2 separate regions of the Sus scrofa genome follow, and region 1 is linked to region 2. A link is a contact called in public HiChIP or PLAC-seq data. All regions are on one chromosome and are shown on one strand. The core of a region is the stretch at or near the end of the contact, and the rest is flanking DNA. Distances in the headings are between cores, read along the strand shown. Region 1 has its middle 150 kb from the start of PDZRN3. Region 2 overlaps PDZRN3 (E3 ubiquitin-protein ligase PDZRN3).

Region 1 (5,467 bases), core at 2,162-4,661, 190 kb before region 2:
CATGGCAACGCCAGATCCTTCATCCAGTAAGCGAAGCCAGGTATCAAACCCACATCCTCATGGATACTAGTCAGGTTTGTAACCAGCTGACCACAACAGGAACTCCCACTTCAGTTTTTAATTAAATTTTCTTTTATAAATTTTAAACTCACAATGGGGAAGTTGAATCACTCAGGCCATCCACCTGTTACCATTTTGTTCCCACATAATTAGAAAGAAGACTATTGAGAGATCTCTGACTATTCTCCATTCCCATTATAGCCATCAGTTTGCTTGAGGTTGCGTAATAGTCTCTTAATCTGCATTACTTCTTCCACTCTAGCTTTGTCCAAAATATTCTCCACATTATAGAAAAACCGTTTATTTTAAAACACTGCCCAGATTATGCTATTCTCCTGTTTAAAATCCTTCTATGTGTTGCAATGAATCTCAAGCAAAATTTAAGCCCCTTAGCCTGACACTCCAGGATCTAACCTATGCTTGCCTCTCCCTCTTAATCTCACCCCAACAGCCCACTACACTCCAGCCCCCATGGCAACCTTTCAGTTTCTAGAACAAGCCAAGCATTTTTTTTTTATTCTGGGTTTTCATACATCGGACACTGAAAGGTTCTTTTCCCTTATAATTCCATTGAAATTTTAATCATACTGTTCTAACTAGTTTATTTTTCAGCCTCTTCCAGCAGACTGTAATTTCCATAATGGCAATAATGAAGTTGAGTTTTTCATCATTTGTTTTCCAATGCCCAAATAAGGCTGATTGACCCAACTAAGCCTGCTTCCTTCCTTCTTTTAACATGGTATTCTAAAAAAGCTAGCTAACCATAGCAGGTATATGAGTTTTGTTGGTGTCAGATGACAGATGTCAAAAAAGGAAGTACCGGAGTTCCCCCTGTGGTACAGTGGGTTAAGAATCTGACTACAGTGGCTCTGGTTGCTGCAGAGGTATAGATTCCATCTCTGGCCCCTTGCAGTGGTTCAAAGGATCTGGGGTTGCCCCAGGTGGCTAGAATTCAATCCCTGGCCTGGAACGTCCATATGCCATTTGTGTGGCCATTAAAAAAATAAATAAAAAAGGGGAGTTCCCCTCATGGCTCAGTATTTAATGACTCTGACTAGGAACCATGAGGTTGCAGGTTCGATCCCTGGCCTTGCTCAGTGGGTTAAGGTCCGGCATTGCCATGGGCTGTGGTGTAGGTTGCAGATGCGGCTCGGATGGCCATTGCTGTGGCTGTGGTGTAGGCCAGTGGCTACGGCTCTGGTTCAACCCCTAGCCTGGGAACCTCCATATGCCATGGGTGCAGCCCAAGAAATGGCAAAAAGACAAAAAATAAAAAAAGAAAGAAAGAAAGAAAGAAAGAAAGAAAGAAAGAAAGAAAGAAAGAAAGAAAGAAAGAAAGAAAGAAAGACCTGAACATAGACCAGTGTGATCAGTAAATTACCTAGAATCAGGCATCTCAGATCCTCCATTAGCCCATGCATAGGTTTTGTCTGCTGAAGGCTGACCCAAGGTCAAAATTGAAGCAGTCAGAGCACCATCAGCTTGACTTTCCAAAGGAAACTCTCTGGAAGCAGTAGTTACCACAAGGGCTGGGATGAGTGACACAACACAGCTGGCACCAGGATGACCAAGAGGATTAGCTAGGTCAAGACATCAGCCCTCCGAAGCAGCCGCAACAGGCGCAACAGATGCCAGGGCGTGATCAAGTGTCACCTCTGCGCATCCCCATCTGTCCATTCGGCTGACCCTGGATCTGGCCCCAGCTTTCTTTCTGGACTCACAGGCAGCTGGGAACTGAGGAAAATGAGTAGCATGCAAGGGGGTTTGGCAACTGTGTTTCTGCTATGCGCTCCCAAGTCACGGAAGTGACCAGGGTGTGGTGTCAGCTTACAATCTCTGCGTGTCTCTCCTTATGACAGGGTCCACCCTCTACTAACAGAGAAGGGAGATGGTGGATGGCAGGAATCTCCACACAGCTAATTTAGGGGATAAACACGTCTGAGGAAGCTGGCCAAAAGTCTGTCTTAGGCTATGCCTTTATCTTACCCCATGTTCACCCACACTGGGAGAGATGAGCTTGGAATGAAGCCCTCTGAGCTTCAAAGTGATACTCTATACTCAAATTTCTTGGGTAAGAATGTCTGCTCAGCCATTTCCTGGCTGCATGACCTCAGGAAGTTTCTTAACTTCTCTGAGCCTCAGTTCCCTTATCTATAAAATGGGAATACTAGCCCCTTGTAGTACTGATGTAAGGATGAAATGACACAAAAGTAGTTCAGTGTACATTGAAAAGATTTAATAAATAGAAGTTGCTCTTATTAATATTTGATATAAACTATCCTAGGTTCCCCAGTGTCCTGGGATAGGAAGCAGAGAATTCCCCCAAGATTCTTGAGGCTTTGGAATCTTGACATTAGTCTTATTTCTACATCTTACATAGTCCAAGATATTCCCTCAGATCTTCACTGGGGAATCTTTAATTTTCTTCTATCTCATCTTGAGTACTAACTCTGATCAATTGCTAATGGCTGCCAGTGATCCATTGGCAATGTCTCACAGACTTATGGTGACATAAGTGCCTGGTATTTTCTGTCCATGAAGAGCTGGAACCCTTTTTGTCACCAAAATGGTTTGTAATCCTTTCTGAGGATATAGCTGGCCTTGGCAGGAAGCACTTCTCTGGTTTTCCCAAATACTGCTATATGATCTATATTCTCTCCTCTTGAAGCCCCTGCCCCCAACCCTGTTCCCAGAAAGACAAAGGCAAAACAGTCATATGCAACCAAAATCATTTCTCCCTTTCAGCCTCTCTTGGATTCTCTTTCATGAATCTGAGTCATCTCGCCACACCCACCAGCAATCCCAGCTGAAATGACTGTTTTCCACTGCACTTCAACTTTTCATCTCTTCAGGACCTGCTTTCTATCTGGTTCAGAAGACTTTGTTGGGGAGGGAGTAGGGAGGGCACCTAAGCCTTCTCTCTGACAAGGATTTCTTGCCATCTATTTTCTCCTCCACATCAAAGTCCATTGGAGAAACAGAAACCTCAAACCATTAGGGGTTATATACATACGTAAATACACCTATCACTTCCTCTAACCCTGGTCTTTATCAAGAGTAACTCCTTTACAAGGGCAGGAGAAGCGTATTTCAAAAAACAGCTGACATAATCATACTCTTGAGGGGTGACAGTGGGCTCTTTCCCTTGTGTAGCCAAACTGTGGATCACAGCCATACTCCATATCACGTGGTCCCAGGGCCCTCACACCCCCCTATTCCTAACCATTGGGCAATTGGGGCCACTTCAAGGAAATTTTCCTGAGTAGCAACAAAATCTGCACTCAGCATGAGGCAGGCCACAGGTTCTGCAACAAAGGAAATTCCATTGCAGAGGGAATGTCAGCCAGCCCTAGAAGAGCCAATTTCTCTGGCCCTCTGTAAGCAGCCAGAAAGCTGAGCTGAGAAACGGATCCGAGTAAGCTCCCTACAGCAGGAAAAACTCTGGCAGTGTTTCCTTTCTTGACTCTTGCCTCAGTCAGGAACAAAGTCCTGCTGAGTAAAAGAAAGTTTCATAGCATCCACTTCCCAAGGGCAGGAAGTATTTTCAGCTCTTACTCCTCCCATGATCGATCTTTTGTTGTGGAGTCTCTGCTGTCCACATTCAAGCTTTGTACTCCTCTCAAGATGGAACTTCAGTTTCTCTACCTACCTATAGTCGTCTTCTTAGATGGAGACTTTCCATAGCAACATCTGTTGCTGCTGAGAACCACTGGGAAAACAAAGTTTAAATCATATGAATGGCAGTCCTTCTCTCAGCTTCTAAGAATGCTGTGCCATGTTTTCCCACTTATATTTTCCCACCTGCTTTTGTTTTACTTCTAGCCTTTTGGGGGTAAGAATAATGGACTCTACTGAAATGAATTTAAGTGAAGAAAGAATGGGAGTTATTAGGTGATCAGGGTATACAGTAATCATTCAAGGTAGGAAATAAATTCAGTCTTTCCCAGGGATCTAAAACCAGGATCTTGGCAAACATGACATTGTACATTGCCCCTGGCTGACTGTCTTCCTAGGAGTCCCTTCCTTCTTCCTCATGAATTCTCAATTCTCCTCAGTGTCCAGCTTTCCCTTCCAGAGCCTAGGATTGGCAGAGGACGCCCAGTCCAGCTCCCAGGGAGGCCCAGACCACTAGCTCCCATTCTGGCAGAGTTATGTAATTTGTACTCCCCCTATATTATCATGAAAAGAAATTCAGAGATACGTAATGTATAAAGTTACTATCATTCCCTAACTCCCATGCAAAGGGTACAAACAAATTCAAATAATAAAATCATATGCGTTTCAATCAGACAATGCCCCAGTACAGCTCCACTAAAGCACATAATAAATAGTGGGAAGATTGTGCCTGGTGGAAAATGCACTGTGAATCTGAGAACTCTGTGTGTATACCAGGGCTTCTCAACCTCTACACTACTTACATTTGGGACTGGAAAATTCATTGTGCTAGGGGCTGCCCTAAGCATTGAAGGATGTTTATCAGCATCCCTGGGCTCTGCCCCCAGAGGCTAGTAGCCCCTCTCACCCACCTCTCAGACCAAGAGAAACATCTCCAGTCATTGCCATTGACCCCTGGGGCAATAGGCAGACTCACCTATGGTTAAGAACCACTGGTGTAGACTGATAAAAGGTGTGTTTTGTTGATAACTCAAATATAACAAAAAGTATGGTTGTCAGTGAAGTGACAGTTTTTCTAAAACAATGACCAACTCCTGGTAAAGCTCCCAACAAACATGGTGAAGTCTTTCCTTGGTTCACAAGATGGCTGCACTGTAAAAATTCAGTGTACACAAGTACCCTGCAAACAATGTTTTATGTTTATATGTAAATCAGGATTGCATAATGGGCTCAAATAATTTGAAACAGGGGTATTTCCATCTGCATATCATGTAAAAATATAAAATGTTTTGGACAGTCTGGCAGTTCTTCAAAAGTTTAAACAGAGTTTCCATATGACCCAGCAATTCCATTCCTAGGTAAATATCCAAGGGAAATGTAAACATGTGTCCATGTGAAAACTTGTATGTGACTGCCTCAAGCAGCATTACTAATAATAGTTGAAAAGTGGTTACAACTCAAATGTCTGTCAACTGATGGACAGATAAATAAAATGTGGTATATCCATATAATGGAGTATTTTTTGAACTTAAAAAAAAATGAAGTATGGGAATCATGCTACAACATGGATGAATTTTGAAAACATTATACTAAGTGAAAGAAGCCAGTCACCAAAGGCCATTTATATGAAATAATCTAGAATAGGAAAATCTATAGAGACAAAACTATCTTCTGATAGATTAGGTTTCTAAGGTGTGTGTGTTGGGGAGGTGAGGATGTGGCTGAGAGATTTCTATGGGGGTTTATTTGCCAGGGAGAGGGGTAATGAAAATGTCCTAAAATTGGTTGTGAT
Region 2 (4,870 bases), core at 1,426-3,925:
CATTGCAGACCCAGGACAAATCAGATGAAGTTTTAAGCTGTTTTAAATATAGTCCTTGTTTAAAGCCTCTTTTTTTATACTTTGTTAAGAAATGAAAGGAGACTCCTTTGGGTAGGTGGTATTATGTAAAGTGCAGGCAAGGAAATCTTTGTTTTGACAGTGTTATTTAATTACTGCAAAGCCTGTTCAGAGGTAAGCTTAGATGAATTTACTTGATACGTTAAGTACATCTCATAAATGAAATGCTTAAAGTTTCATCTGCTGAACTTACTAGATTTAATAGAACATATAGGGAATTACACTAATTGAGAGAGAAGAGGGCAAGAAAGGAAGTTGCTATGTCAATTGAAATATTTTCCTTGCTCCTTTAGTTTGTTTAAACGTTAAGTCCATGGAAGGGTTTGTTGTTGTTGTTGCCATAATTAAATGATTAAAAGCTTTCAATATCATGTTTTTGGCCTTTTGTTATAACTGATCCCAGTCCTAAGTGACCCTTTAAAACTTAAAATAGGAGTTCTGGTTGTGGCTCAGTGGAAATGAACCCAACTAGAATCCATGAGGATGTGGGTTCGATCTCTGGCCTCACTTATTGGGTTAAGGATCTGGCGTTGACTTGAACTGTTAGTGTAGGTTACAGATGTGGCTTTGATCCAGTGTTGCTGTGGTTGTGGCACAGGCTGGCAGCTGTAGCTCCAATTTGACCCTTAAACTGGGAACTTCCATATTCTGCAGATGCAGCCCTAAAGTACAAACAAAATAAAACTCCTTAAAATAGTGGAGGTTTGAGAAAGATGGATGTTTCTTCTCATTCAGAATCACCTTATATTGGTTTTAAGTAAGCAGGATGCTTCTTTATGAGAAGTACAAGCCAGAGGGGTATAAATATAACATTGTATCATCTCCAGGGAGGGCAAATCCTTAAACTATTTTAAGATTATGCAAGGGAGGAAATTAGTCTGTCTGATGCAACCTGGAGGTTGGGGGAGAGAATCCACCATAATCTTGGAAAATCATAGTGAAGGATTGTCAGAAAGTCAGTTGAGCATTTCAGACTAATCAGCAAACCTTGAACAGGTGTTTCTCAGACTTGTCAGTTATATACCACCTGCCCTGTCTTCACCATATATGTAGCACCTGTTTTGTTCAACGCTTAACACTCTTCTTAAAGCAGCATGCTTTCTTTCATCTAGATTTATTTTTTTTTTGAGGAAACCAAATGTCATGATTGCAAGTGGAAAACCATTTGCACATGCTGTAAAGAGAGGGTAATGGTAAAAAGTGTAGAGCTAGTCAATTTTGTCTAGATACTGTTGCTTGCAGGTGACTCTGGTTCTGAGCCTTGCTTACTCTTAAAGAGCAAAATTATTGTGAGAATTGGAAATGAGGAGGGTGACTGGGAGCAGACCTAGGAGAGCTTCTGGTCCCATTCTATCCTTCCTCTGGAAAATTGTCAGTGGATATGCTCAGGCCGTGAAAATGCGTCAGGATGTCCCCTTAAGATGTATTCACCTCCTGTACATGTGTTACAACTTGATAACATGTATTTTATGAACACTTGGGCTCAAATTTCTCTAGACAGAACCTGCAGTCAGACAGGTTGCAGATTGACAGCAGAGTAACTTGCTCATCATGTCAACCGGGTCCTTTAATGCCATAGCCCAGAACCACCTCCGCTAAGGTCAAGTGCTCCAGACTTCATCTTGCACACCATTGCCATGTACCTGTTTAAGCTCAACATTTTGTGTAGGCCTTGAGTTCAGTTGGTGAAGGAGTGAAGAGCTTTTGGGGGTTAGGATCCACCACACAAGGGGGTGTAATTCTGTCACCGTTCGAGAATTTCAAAGGCATGAGTTCTCGTTGTAGCTCGATGGAAATGAATCTGGCCAGCATCCATGAGGATACAAGTTCTACCTCTGGCCTTGCTTGGTGGGTTAAGGATCTAGCGCCGTGAGCTGTGGTGTAGATCACAGACATGGCTTGGATCCCCTGTTGCTCTGGCTGTGGTGTAGGCCAGCAGCTGTAGCTCCGATTCGACCCCTAACCTGGAAACTTCCTTATGCCGCAGGTGTGGCCCTAAAAAGAAAAAAAAATAAAATAAAAAAATAAAAGAAAAGAATTTCAGAGGCAAAGACATCAGAGGGTTCATCTTTGATAAAGTTGTATTTATTTTTATAAATTTTTGAAAAACTGTCCTATCCCACTTAGATTATCACAGAATATTGGGTAGAGGCCAACAGGGACCTAGTGTGCACATTTGTCAATCGAGGACCAGAACTTAGATATTTAAGTCCTACCCCAACAGCTTCTCCTGCTACACTGCTCTTTGAAGGACATTTGCAAACCTTTTTGCTAAGAAATAGATTTTATACACAACCCAGCACAGCCCTCACCCCGGAAGTGGGTCCTGGCATATGTGTATAAAAATTGGAAAAAAAAAAAAGCTTCATGAGAGAGATTTATCTTAGAAATCGAGAGCAGTTCTGGTATTTCATTTTATTCTTTTCCTTTTAATGCTGTTTGCCACCCACTGAGTTGATTTCTTGGCTCACTAAAAGGCAGTGGCCAAGAGTTTGGCAACATTCTATTTTGGAGGAAAGACCATGTATCTTTTTGTGATATTGTACCCTGGAGTCTGTTGGGTCTCTGGTGACTCATCTACCTCCCAACCTCTTGCCAAAGCATGGAGTCAGATCTATTAGGATCTGTGCCTGTATTTAGAAAATTAAGCTCTGCTACCTGTCAGCTTTCTACTTAGGAACTTCTTGCCTGAGGCAAAGTTCGTGGACTGCGTCGACCACCAACATGGAGGTCATCAGATAGCGGCCCCTGGCGTCATGATGGACTGACTACGAAGGGGACCTCGGACCAGGCTTTGGAAGCCTAACTTGCTTCTTTTTGCGAAGCTGTGGTGTGCAGGGTGTTTTCTCCTCTCATGGAGGAAATGTGTATCTGCCTGATGGTGGATGTAAATGTTCTGAGTGCCGTGTGTCATGAATGACTTACAGAGTCCTAGGGGTAAGCTGGTCAGTTACACCCACACAGGCTTCTGAGCTCAGCCTGTCTTGGACTCTGTGGAGGAGGAGTTTTCCCTGGGAAGTTGCAGTTGATTATAAATGGACCAAGGAGGATCCTGCTTGTGTATAAACTCCTGAGCAGAGCAGGGACTTGGCTATGAAGCTTTGTAATTGCATTGTTCTCAGAAAAAAATAGATTTTTTCAAGTCACATGACCAGCTCCTGAGGGCAAAGCTGCAGGAAGTCTAACATTAGAAGCCTTGAAGGCAGGTGATAGTAAGTCATGAGGTCTCAGGGACATTTGACACTTTGACAACACCTTCTGCAGACAGGTGGAATCAGCCAGCTGTCCATACAGAAATAACATTGGCTTAAAATAGACTCATCTCCAGTGCCTGAGGGGAATTTGGGAGTAGAGTTCCTTTTATATTTGGAAGCAAGGGAGTAAATGGGCCTGTCAGAAATCATAAGGAAGCCCTGTTTTTGCTTTTTTCTTTAAAAGAAATATCATGGTTATATAGGGAAATCAAGAGTTCAGTTTTTGGTATATCACATTGGGTTTTATAAACAAAACTTAAAAAAGTCTAGTACATTTATAAATTCCAGTCTTCATATTTTATTTTATTTTATTGTCTTTTTAGGGCCACACCCATGACATATGGAAGTTCCCAGGCAGGAGTCAAATTGGAACTGTAGCTGCTGGCCTGCACTACAGCCACAGCAACTCATGATCCAAGCTGCATCTGCGACCCACACCACAGCTCAGAGCAATGCCAGCTCCTTAACCCACTGAGTGAGGCCAGTCCTCATGGATACTAGTCAGGTTTGTTACCACTGAGCCATGACAGGAACTCCCCAGTCTCTATATTTTATGTCAACATTGTTCTTTGTCACTTTCAGCAGTAAGATGGAGGAAATTGTGTTCCCTCTGGTTAACTCAGTCTGAGTTCCCTTTAGCAGTTGCATTCTTTGCTTATGAGGCTATAGGCTTTGCCATCATATTTGGAAAATATTTAACATTGGTCATTGACTTGGTGATTGTCATTGTCCTGTCACTGACTTCAGTCTTAGCCCCTGTGGGGACCAAGTTTTAGCAACATAAAATCAATAGCAGTGAAGTTCTGGAAGATGCTTTTACTCACTTTTATTTTGGGTGTGTCATTTTTTTAGGTGAAGTTTCACCATTATTGTTGCTGTGGAATTTTGGTACATGTTCCAGGAAATAATTCCCCTGTCACAGTTACTTCATCAAACTAAGCTGTCAGTGAAGCCATAAACCTTGGTAGAACTTTCTGAGGGCTTCTTTGGAGGGAAATGCAAATGAGAGCTTTAGACGAAGGCCTTGGGGAAGGTCTTCACTGCTTTTTGCCCCTAGATCACAGCCCAGGATGATGACTGATGCAATGTTTACAGTCTGATGTAGTAAACAGATTTATCTTACCTTTCTGCTGTTATCTTTGTGCTAAAATGTTCAAGATTTGGGTTCTGTGCCATATTTAGGAGAAAAGGTGACAAGTTGAAACTAGATGAATGTCCTCACGGAATTAATATTAAGCTAAAAACAATGCAAGTGTGAGTAAAAGTGAAGAAATCAGGTAGAAATGTCTTCAGAGACCCGTTTCTGCTCTTTTTAAAATAACATTTATTGACAGAAACCTTAAAACTTGAATTCCTAAGTTCTAGAATGATAAGACTATATACATTTATATAGAACAACTGAATTTTTTTTTAAACCCTTTAAACACTTGAGCCAAGAAAGGAAATTAAAATTGTGTAGAGTTGGGCATTTGCTTTTATGTTTGTGTCCCAGCCAGCTCAAAGCTGAAATGTTCTCTCTCAAAGGTCAAGGCAGCCTC

Evidence for each region. HiChIP or PLAC-seq counts read pairs in DNA pulled down with a chosen protein or histone mark.
Region 1: an H3K27ac HiChIP or PLAC-seq map of skeletal muscle shows a contact between it and region 2. The contact joins two enhancer-like sites. A contact is called at or near these places in 3 of 47 Hi-C or Micro-C datasets (psoas muscle and skeletal muscle) and 1 of 2 datasets of contacts at active chromatin or transcription factors (skeletal muscle).

What each region holds. Positions count from the first base shown.
Region 1 is chr13:55,052,440-55,057,906 of Sscrofa11.1, reverse strand. No RefSeq gene overlaps it. Among named protein-coding and RNA genes, the nearest start is that of PDZRN3, 150 kb to the right of the region's middle. Within about 2 kb of position 3,411, at least 12 of the 83 cell types and tissues checked have an H3K27ac peak or open chromatin away from gene starts, as enhancers often do. A contact at or near this core is called in skeletal muscle, where this site is marked.
Region 2 is chr13:54,864,471-54,869,340 of Sscrofa11.1, reverse strand. All of the region lies in intron 3 of PDZRN3 (E3 ubiquitin-protein ligase PDZRN3), which reads left to right. Among named protein-coding and RNA genes, the nearest start is that of PDZRN3, 38 kb to the left of the region's middle. Within about 2 kb of position 2,675, at least 7 of the 83 cell types and tissues checked have an H3K27ac peak or open chromatin away from gene starts, as enhancers often do. A contact at or near this core is called in skeletal muscle, where this site is marked.